2 separate regions of the Hordeum vulgare genome follow, and region 2 is linked to region 1. A link is a contact called in public Hi-C data. All regions are on one chromosome and are shown on one strand. Each heading gives the region's core, a stretch centred on a gene start, on an enhancer-like site or on the middle of the called end of the contact. The rest is flanking DNA. Distances are from core to core; before and after follow the strand shown.

The links. Hi-C and Micro-C count contacts between places; a contact is called where the count stands out from the background.
Region 2: a contact with region 1 is called in a Hi-C map of leaf, with 10 times the contacts expected there. The contact joins the enhancer-like site here to the promoter of LOC123426430 in region 1. A contact is called at or near these places in 2 of 6 Hi-C or Micro-C datasets (leaf and seedling).

What each region holds. Positions count from the first base shown.
Region 1 is chr2H:404,911,119-404,915,629 of MorexV3_pseudomolecules_assembly, forward strand. It overlaps LOC123426430 (phototropin-2-like), which reads right to left and starts at 2,470. Exons shown (of 24, transcript XM_045110268.1): 1 at 2,207-2,470; 2 at 1,137-1,654; 3 at 865-1,047; 4 at 656-747; 5 at 300-552; 6 at 1-178. The coding sequence starts at 1,576.
Region 2 is chr2H:405,079,774-405,084,284 of MorexV3_pseudomolecules_assembly, forward strand. No RefSeq gene overlaps it. Among protein-coding and RNA genes, the nearest start is that of LOC123426430, 170 kb to the left of the region's middle. Within about 2 kb of position 1,833, at least 3 of the 3 cell types and tissues checked have open chromatin away from gene starts, as enhancers often do. A contact at or near this core is called in leaf and seedling, where this site is marked.

The sequences.
Region 1 (4,511 bases), core at 1,220-3,719:
GACGAAGTTCTTCTCGATACGCTCGAGCGTGGTGGCCAGGTCCAGCCCCTGCCTGATGTCCTTCTCCCTCTCCGCGCGCTCCCAGCTGTTTGTGCGCTCCACCGTCATCTTCAACTCGGGAGCCTCTACCACCGCCGGCTCCCTGCTCCCCACGGAGCTCCTCTTCCCCACCTTGAACCTGCATGCACATATATACAACCTCTGCAATTGTGAGGACCAGGTTCAAATCCATTCAGTGTACACTGTACTGTACAGCAGCTGTGTGGCGATCAGGTCAGGGTCAGGGTCAGGTGACTGACCCCATGAGGGAGGAGCGGCCGGACTTGCGCCCGCTCATCATCTTGCTCATCCGCGACTCCTCCTTCTTCAGGTCCCAGTAGGGCGACTTGTAGCCGCCGCCGGTCGGGGTGGCCGGAGCCACGAGCGGCGAGCTCATCATCTTGTCCGCGTCGCTGGCCTTGGGCGGCTCCCGCTCCGGCGAGTCGGCGCGCCGGTGCTTCACTGTCTGCACGACCTCCGTCATGGACGACATGGCCTTCTCCTTCTGCCGATCTGCAGAGAATCATCAGTTTCAGCGCCGACCGAATCGAGCGAGATTCGAGAGCGACCTGCTGACGACGGACGGCCAAGGCACAAGGCAGGCAGAGTGGCTCACCGTCGTAGCGGATGAGCGACACAGGCAGCTCGTTCGGCCGCATGCGCTTGTCGCTCAGCCCTTCCGTGTACTTGCTCACCTCCACCTGCATCCTGCGCGTCCATCCAATCCATCACAAATAAGAGCGCAGCACGCACGAGCAACGACATGTCTGTCTTGATGTGCATTGGACAAGTATATATAAGGTGAAGGTGAGCGCGCGTACGTACCCGATGAACTTGATGACCTTGCCGTTGTCGTCGCGGATGGGGGTGACGGTGAGGAGATTCCAGAACGGCGTGCCGTCCTTGCGGTAGTTGAGCAGCCGGCCGCAGAAGCTCTTGCCGGCCTTCACGGCGTCCCTGATTTTGGCCACCTCGTTCTGGTCCGTCTCCGGACCCTGAAGAAACCGGCTGCACAAAAGCAGAGCTCTATCAAAGCATGCATCGCACCGCACTGACCAAGAAACCGGCGACGATGGATGGCGGAGCACAGCACGTACCAGTTGCGTCCGATGATCTCCTTGGCGGAGTACCCGGTCATGGTGTAGAAGCCGGCGCTGGCGTAGATGATGGGGATGTCGGGGCGGGTGGCGTCCGAGACGACGAACGTCTGCTGCAGGTTGGACAGCGCGTCCTTGAGCTCCTGCGACACCCGCGGCAGCGCGTCGGACGACCCGCGCCCCTCCATGGAAGGCTTGGCGCTGCCCATGCCGGTGCCGCTGCTGCTGCGGCCACGCTGCTCCGGCTTGGGCCACCACCCCTGCTGCTTGCTGCCGCTGCCTGAACCGCCCGGCTCCTCCACGATCTCCTTGCCGCTGGACAGCGACGGCGGCGTCGGGAGGGTGAAGCTGGCCTCCTCGCCGGACCCGGACCCGGACGGGAACGCCATCCACTTCTCCACTGAGTCGGCCACATCTTTCGAGCTGCCAGCGCCCGCCATGGGTTACGTCACGTGCTAGCTGTCGCGACTGATTTGATGAGCGGTGCAACTATGGTCGGCCAACCATCTGCTGAATTTCTGCATCCAAGAAGAGGAAGCAACACATAATTCAGGCATCTCGCAGTCGCAGGCAGTGTTGCTATCATCTTGTCGTAAAATTCATTCAGCAAACCGTGTCCGTGAATTGGGGAGAATGAAGAGAACTTCATCCAATACATTTGAGGCCGTGAACACGAGCAGGTGAAAAATTGAGCAACAACTTCCTACTGTAGTATAGTGACCAATCAAGGGCTCCGAACTTACCGGAAAAAAAGAAGGGCTCCGAACAAATCGAACAGGGGAACTGGATATGTATATTTTAAAGAAAAAACACAACCGAGTTTTGGGTGGGGATATGCCAAGAACTACTTCCAACGTACCGAACCTGATAGATATAGCACAGTAGAGTGTGAACCTACCCTCACTGTTCCATTATCCAAAGCAGACCAATGAAATACCGCTGGTACGTACAGCTCCAGCACGGAATACAGAGACGGCAAGCACATAAAAGGAAAGCAGCAAGACGAATCAAAGGACACAAGTGCACAGCCCAACCAAAAAGAGCAAAAAGCAGAGGAGGATCAACCCAACCTTGAGGTGCGGCAGCTTCCAATGGCAGAGCAGCTGGATGGTAGCTATACAGACGAGACGACCAATCTATCTAGTCCGTGCAGAATCAGGTGCTCCCCCGAAAGCAGAGCGGCAGCGGAAAAGAATGGCGCAAGGGAGAGGATAATGCAATCCTGCCCGTGGTCGACTCACGGACGTCGCCTCGCCCCCTGGCGCTCGCGTTTTGTGGCCAGCGATGGAGGCACGTACGGAACCCGGCCGGTGCGACACGGGGAGGCGTCGTCGCCAGCGAGCGAGCGGGCGAGGCATCGTGCGGACGCGTTTTGCCCCGGGGTGGGGCGCGGGGGTGGTGGCGACGGCGACGGGGAGATTTTTTCGGGGCGGGTGTGCGGCCACGGGAGCGCGCGAGGGGATCCAGTGGATGACGGTCTGCCGGGGAGGTCCGCCTGAGCGTCGCTGTCGCGAGCTTGTTCTTGTTCCCGGACGGCGACGGGCGAGACCAGGGTGGCCGGCTGCTGTGGATAGCTAGGAACAATCGGGTACAAATACCATGGGACGACACGACGTTACAAATTGCGCCTTCTCAGCTTGTGCCTTCTCAGATCTTCCTTTTTAGCACTAGATACATAGAGATTTAACAAGGAAGGGTACGGTTTTGCGCCCGCGTTTTTACAAACCTATGATGATTGCAGATGGCTGGGTTGCGCTTGGGGTTTGTTGATAAGACATCCGCTAAGCTTTTCTTATGGACCGCCCGGCGCCCGCTCAGCGTGGTTATTAGGAGAAGAGAGACAAAACGGGTGCACTGATCTATGAAAAAGAAAACTGAATGAGATAGATGTCCTCTAACACTTGCAGATCTTTTGCCGATTATCACCTCTAGTTATACGTGGGCTACTTCGGGCCGGACCAAAAAAAACCGATGCTAAAATTCCAGGGCCGAGCCCGGCCCGGCCCGACCATCGGGCAAAAATATTGGACCCAAGCCCGGTCCGAACAAGAAAAAGCCCGACTGGGCCCAATCGGTCTGGCCCGGCCAATGGCTTAAAAATAACATTCCTCAAGCCCGAGCCCGGCCCGGTCCGTTCATTGGGCTCAAATTCCACGCGTGAGCCCGGCATGATGGCAAGTATAGGCCCGACCCGGCCCGAAATTTTTGGGTCGGGTCGGGTCGGGCCGTCCTGGGTTGCCCATGGCCAAGTATACCTCTAGTACTACCGGTTGGCAGATCCGATTAGCGCAATCTCAAACTTTGGTATTGATGTTGATATATGTTGAGTTAATTGCAAAAAACCACCACATTGAAGCGTAGGATTGCAGAAAACACTCATATACACATTCGTTGCAGAAAACACATGAAGTGTGCCTAATTTTTTTTTGCAAAAAACACTGACCCGTCTGTTGGAGCGTTTTAAGCACAATTATGACATGTAGGGCCCATTTCTGGTGACGTGGCATCACGGAGAGGCACTAATGCCGTCGAACGTTGCCGCTAGCTCCGTCGACACGCTGGCTCGGTCAAAACTGAACCCAATCGAGACTCAGTCGCTCTTTGTCCTCAGTCCATCGCTCGTCACCCTCTCTTTGTTCTTCTCTTCCGCTGTCGCTCCATCCGTCGGACGCCGACCGCTTCTCCGCCCTGCCATGGTTTTGTGGAATGACGACGAGACCAATGAGGATTCGACCCTGAACATGTGCTCCTCCTGCGACAGCATCATCAAGGTCACTTGCGTATAGCCAGAGCTAGGGTTAGGGTTTGCGAATTGGGGATTTTGTGAAATAGCTCGATCTGAAGCTTGGTTTGCTTTTGTTTGCCTCCCGCGACTTCCTCCTACCATGCACGATCCAAATTTCAACGGGACTGACGTAGATGCGAATGTGTTGTGTGAACACAGCAAGCCAACAGAGAGATTTGTTGCATTTGAAGGGATGCACACGGCAAGGAGGTTTCTGGGGTGTGGTGAGAAGGTCTGCATCTAAACCTATGTAGTGCAAGCTGTTAGTGGGCTCTGTTTACCTCGTGCTTTGCATTTCTTTAATCCGGGTCAGTGCATAATGCTTTGTTTATCATGATGTTTAATTGTGCTAAGCGTGTGGTAGTAGAGAATGGTACTCATTGTTTAATGGAGTCATTGTAAAATGCCCTATTTAGTGATGTCATCGTTTAATGGCCTGTTAACTTGGTCATTGTTTAATGGAGCACTTTTATCTAATGCTTTGTTAACTTAACCTTTTTTTGCTTGCTCCTAGTTAACTAATGTATCTATTGTTTATCTCGTGTACTGTTTGTTTGTCTAATATGAAGGCATAAATTGTGGAGTAGTTT
Region 2 (4,511 bases), core at 583-3,082, 170 kb after region 1:
CGGTACATGGGCAGACAAGCTCCACTTTCAGATTAACAAAGTAAGTAGTACTACGTGCCCTGGTTTCAATACCATTACCATTCTCTTGATTATTATTAATTTGACTGAATTATGTTCTCGTATATAGGGCGTCCCGCAACAACCACAGGGCACTGATTATTGTGGATACTACGTTTGCGAGTACATTCACAGGATTATCAATGAGAAATCCCGTACTTTCAGAAATCTAGAGGTACGTAACCGGATCTTCACAACTTTATTTATGTTGCCATCAATTATGTTTAGTTTTGTTCATAACTTAATTGTTTTCATCTACTTCTTTTAAAGCTGCAACGAAAGCGGGCGATGCTCAGACCAATCCAACGTTGCAAGGCAGTTGCAGAGGAATTGGCAGGATTTCTCCTCACGCAAGTCATAGATGAAGGCGGAGAATTTTTCCATCCTATGAACCAATAGCCAGCTCCCTTCTCTATGCAAGTATACAGCTATAGGAAACGAACTTCAAATTATGTAATGATAATCGGTCCAGTACTTCGTGTTACATGTAAATATGTACTTTTATTTGGTGCATCAACATTTAACCGCAAACACGGAATCGGAAACACTTAACCGCAAACACGGAATCGGTGTTTCCGGATACGTGTTTCCGATTACGTGTTTCCGTTTCCGTGTTCGTAAAAAACGGAACACGGACACATGGAATCGGAAACACGGAATCGGAAAGACGTAAACGGAAATACGAAACCGGAAACAGGTAAACGAAAACCCTTAAAATACGGAACACGGAAACACCGAAATACGGAATCGGAAACCCTGAAAAGAAAAGGGAAAAAAAAGAAAAAAAACCATTAGGACCGGTTGGTGTTACCAACCGGTTCTAAAGGTCCTCCGCCTGCGCGCACTCTTCGGCGCCCACGTGGAGGCCTCTAGCACCGGTTTGTAAGAGACCGGTGCTAAAGGGGGGGGGGGGGGGGGGCTTTAGTCCCGGATACGTAGCACCGGATGTGTATCCGGGTCCAAAGGCCCTTACCAACCGGTTCTAATACCCCTTTCTCCACTAGTGAAGATGGATCCACATACACAAGGTTCCAAATAAGACAAGTTACACTCTTGAAGCGTTACACCATGCGACAGGTACATCGACACTTTGGTCGTCCACTATTACGTGGTCACCCATGTTGGTTCCTTGCATACGGATGGTGGTGGCGGCCGCGTGTAGGCCTTCACGCCCGGCGTGGGTGTTGGTGGCGGCGGCGCATTGGTCTCCATGCTGGTCGTGCTTTCGGCCAACACATGTGTGAGGACATACCACCATGCTTCCCCTTGGAGCGCATACTACTCGTACTACCATTGGTTGGCCTCCTCAAGGCCATCCAGGTAGGTGTCTTGCTCCTCCTTCTTCACCAGCACCGACGGTGGTGGCCCAACCGGTGAAAAGGGTGAACCCATGCCTTGACGCTGGTATGCCTCTTGTTCGCTAGCGAACCACACATCCCAGTACGGGAAGTCCATCGCATAGTCGGGGCAGGCACGCAGCTCCTGATCTAGGCCAACACGACAGTGGCAGATCTCCTCCATTCGCTTGCAGGCCGACTATGGCACCGCAGGCATCAGCAGCCTATCGGGGTTTAGGTGACAGTCGGGGGGTAAATTCCTATTCGGCCATAGCGCCGGGATGCGGTGCTTCTAGTGGTAGTGTCATCTATGTACATGTAGGTATAGTCGGACGCTCGTGCGCTGAGGCTGGCGTGTGGCGGTGACATGATGATAGTGAAGCTAGCCGCTCGCACTCCCGACGAGGATGACGCCTCATGGTCGTGCTTGCTGCTCATGCGTTGAGGCTGGCGTGTGGGTCCAAACGCGCTCGTGTCCATTTAATATGACGAGTGGTGGTAGGTGGATGGTCAAAGTGCGGTGCCATGCGTAAGCTGAGCGGACAAGCTGGCGTCCATCTCCTATTCGCATGAACACAAATTGGAGCCAATTTGAGTTGGAAATGCGTTTGGACGGACGTCATGGGACATAAATTGGGGATGCATTTACGTGTTGGGCCAACATTTCTATCCGTACATTAGCGAATCAAATGGGTCAACACGTTGGAGTTGGCCTTATCTCATACTACTAGGAATTTTAGAATTCTTGCATCACTTTTTACCCTTTATTTTCCATGACAACCGCAAGAACTTCGAAAAAATACGTGTTCGCGCAGGCCAAGTTTTAAAAAGAGAAGGTGATTTTGAGCATTGAATATAATACAATATTTGTAAGTGAAAATGATGCTACTTAACACCATAATAATCTATCATTCAGAGAAGATCATGTTGGAAGAAAACCAGGCATGCAGATCCTCCTAGAGGATAAGACGACATGCGGTATGAGAGTCACCCACTCGTACTGATGCTCATAACATATGGCACCACCATCATCTAGTTAACTATTTAACAATTGTGTGATGAGAACTCGCAAAGAAGGAACAAAGAGGCCAAAAGTCAGGATGGGAATCAACCGAGTCGGCCCATCGAGTTGCTGATCCGATCCAAAAACTTGAGTCCAATGGGTTTGTGTGTTGGTCTCAAATGAGATTTGGATCAACAAAGCCGGCACCGGGTGACCCGTTAGATGAAATGGGTCAGCCCACCTTATAGTCTTATATATCAAAATAGCTCCAATTTCCGTCACACCTACGTTGTCACATGACATAATTTTGTGATGCAACCGGTCGTATAATGCTCGTGTATATGAATGATACGTCTCCTACGTATCTATAATTTTTGACTGTTCCATGATATTATATTATCAATCTTGGATGTTTTATAAGAATTTATATGATTTTTTATATCATTATTGAGCACTAACCTATTAACCCAGTGCCTAGTGCCACTTGTTGTTTTCTGCATGTTTTTGTCCTTTCAAGAATACTATGCCAAACGAAGTCCAAATGCCCTAAAACTTTTTGATGATTTTTCTAGAAAACAGTAAGACCGAGAAGCTTTGGAGGTAGAACGGAGGCCACACGAGATTGGGCCAAGCCAACAGGGTGCGCCCAAGGGTGGCGGTCGCGCCCATATGGCCTGGGGCAACTTCCCACGGCCTCTGGCCCTGATCTCTTTTATACAAATTCACTTATTTGGGGAAAACCCCTAGAGAGCCTCCCGACACACTTTTTTCGCTGCCACAAACTTCAGTTCTGCCATGTTCCCATCTGTAGCCCTGTTGCAGTGTCCTGTCGGAGGGGGATCAATCACGGAGGGCATCTACATTAATCTTGCTGCTCCCATGATGATGTGTGAGTAGTTTACCACAGACCTACGTGTCCGTAGATAGTACCTAGATGTCTATCTCTCTTTCTCTATATGATTTTCATTGCCAAGATCACCACGATTCCCTAGTGATCTATCTTATGTCATCACTCTTGTGCGGTGCGTTTGTTGGTATTCGATGAATTACAAGTTTATGTTCAAATTATTCATGAAAGTATATTGAGTCTTTGCTAATCTTTTATATATGCATGATTATGATAGTTTTGTATTTCTCTCCGATCTCGGGTTGGTTTTGCCAACTAGTTTGATTTTTCTTCAACGAGAGTGGTTCATTGTAATGGGTTCAATCTTGAGGTGCTCAATCCCACTGACAGAGAGGGACATGCCACGTATTTGTATTGCTGCCATTAAGGATAAAACAATGGGGTGTATTCATATTAGTTGTTTTTTACTTTGTGTGCATCATGTCATCTTGCTTAAGGAGTTACTCTGTTTTACTTAATAATCAAAATGCATGTTGGATAGCGGTCGATGAGCAAAGTATTAGTAGTAGATGCACGCAGGAGTCGGTCTACTTGCATATGGATGTGATGCCTATATGTAATTATCATTGCCATGAATAAATATTGCATGACTATCTACTTTTCTATCAATTGCCCAACAGTAATTTGTTTACCCACCGTAAGCTTTATACGAGAGAGAAGCCTCTAGCGAATACTATGTACCCGGGTCTCTACAAATCAAATTTCAAAACAGTAAAAACATTTCTGTTATTTATATTCTATAATTTTACTTTATATTTATTTTACATTTATATTATCTATCTATCACTACTTATCTCTTGCAAGTAACGAGTTCAAGGGGATTGACAATCCTCTTGCCCGCATTGGGTGCAAGTGTAAGCTCTTTTGTGTGTAGGCACTGAAGTCAGGCATTTGCGTGGTCCTCCTATTGGTTTGGTAACCTTGCTTCTCACTTAGGAACATACTTATCTCTACTATGATGCATCTCCCCTCCTCTTCGGGGAAAATCCTAACACGGTTTACAAGTAGTAGGAAGAATTTATGGCGCCATTGCCAGTGAGTACCACCAAATACTTATCAAGTACCTTCACACAAACTATCATTCACTTGTTCTAATTTTTATCTGTTGTTATCTTAGTTTGCATAAATATATCAAAAATACAAAAATATTTATCTTTGCTAGTTTACTTGCTTGCTTGTTATAGTTGTTAGTTTACTTGCTTTGCTT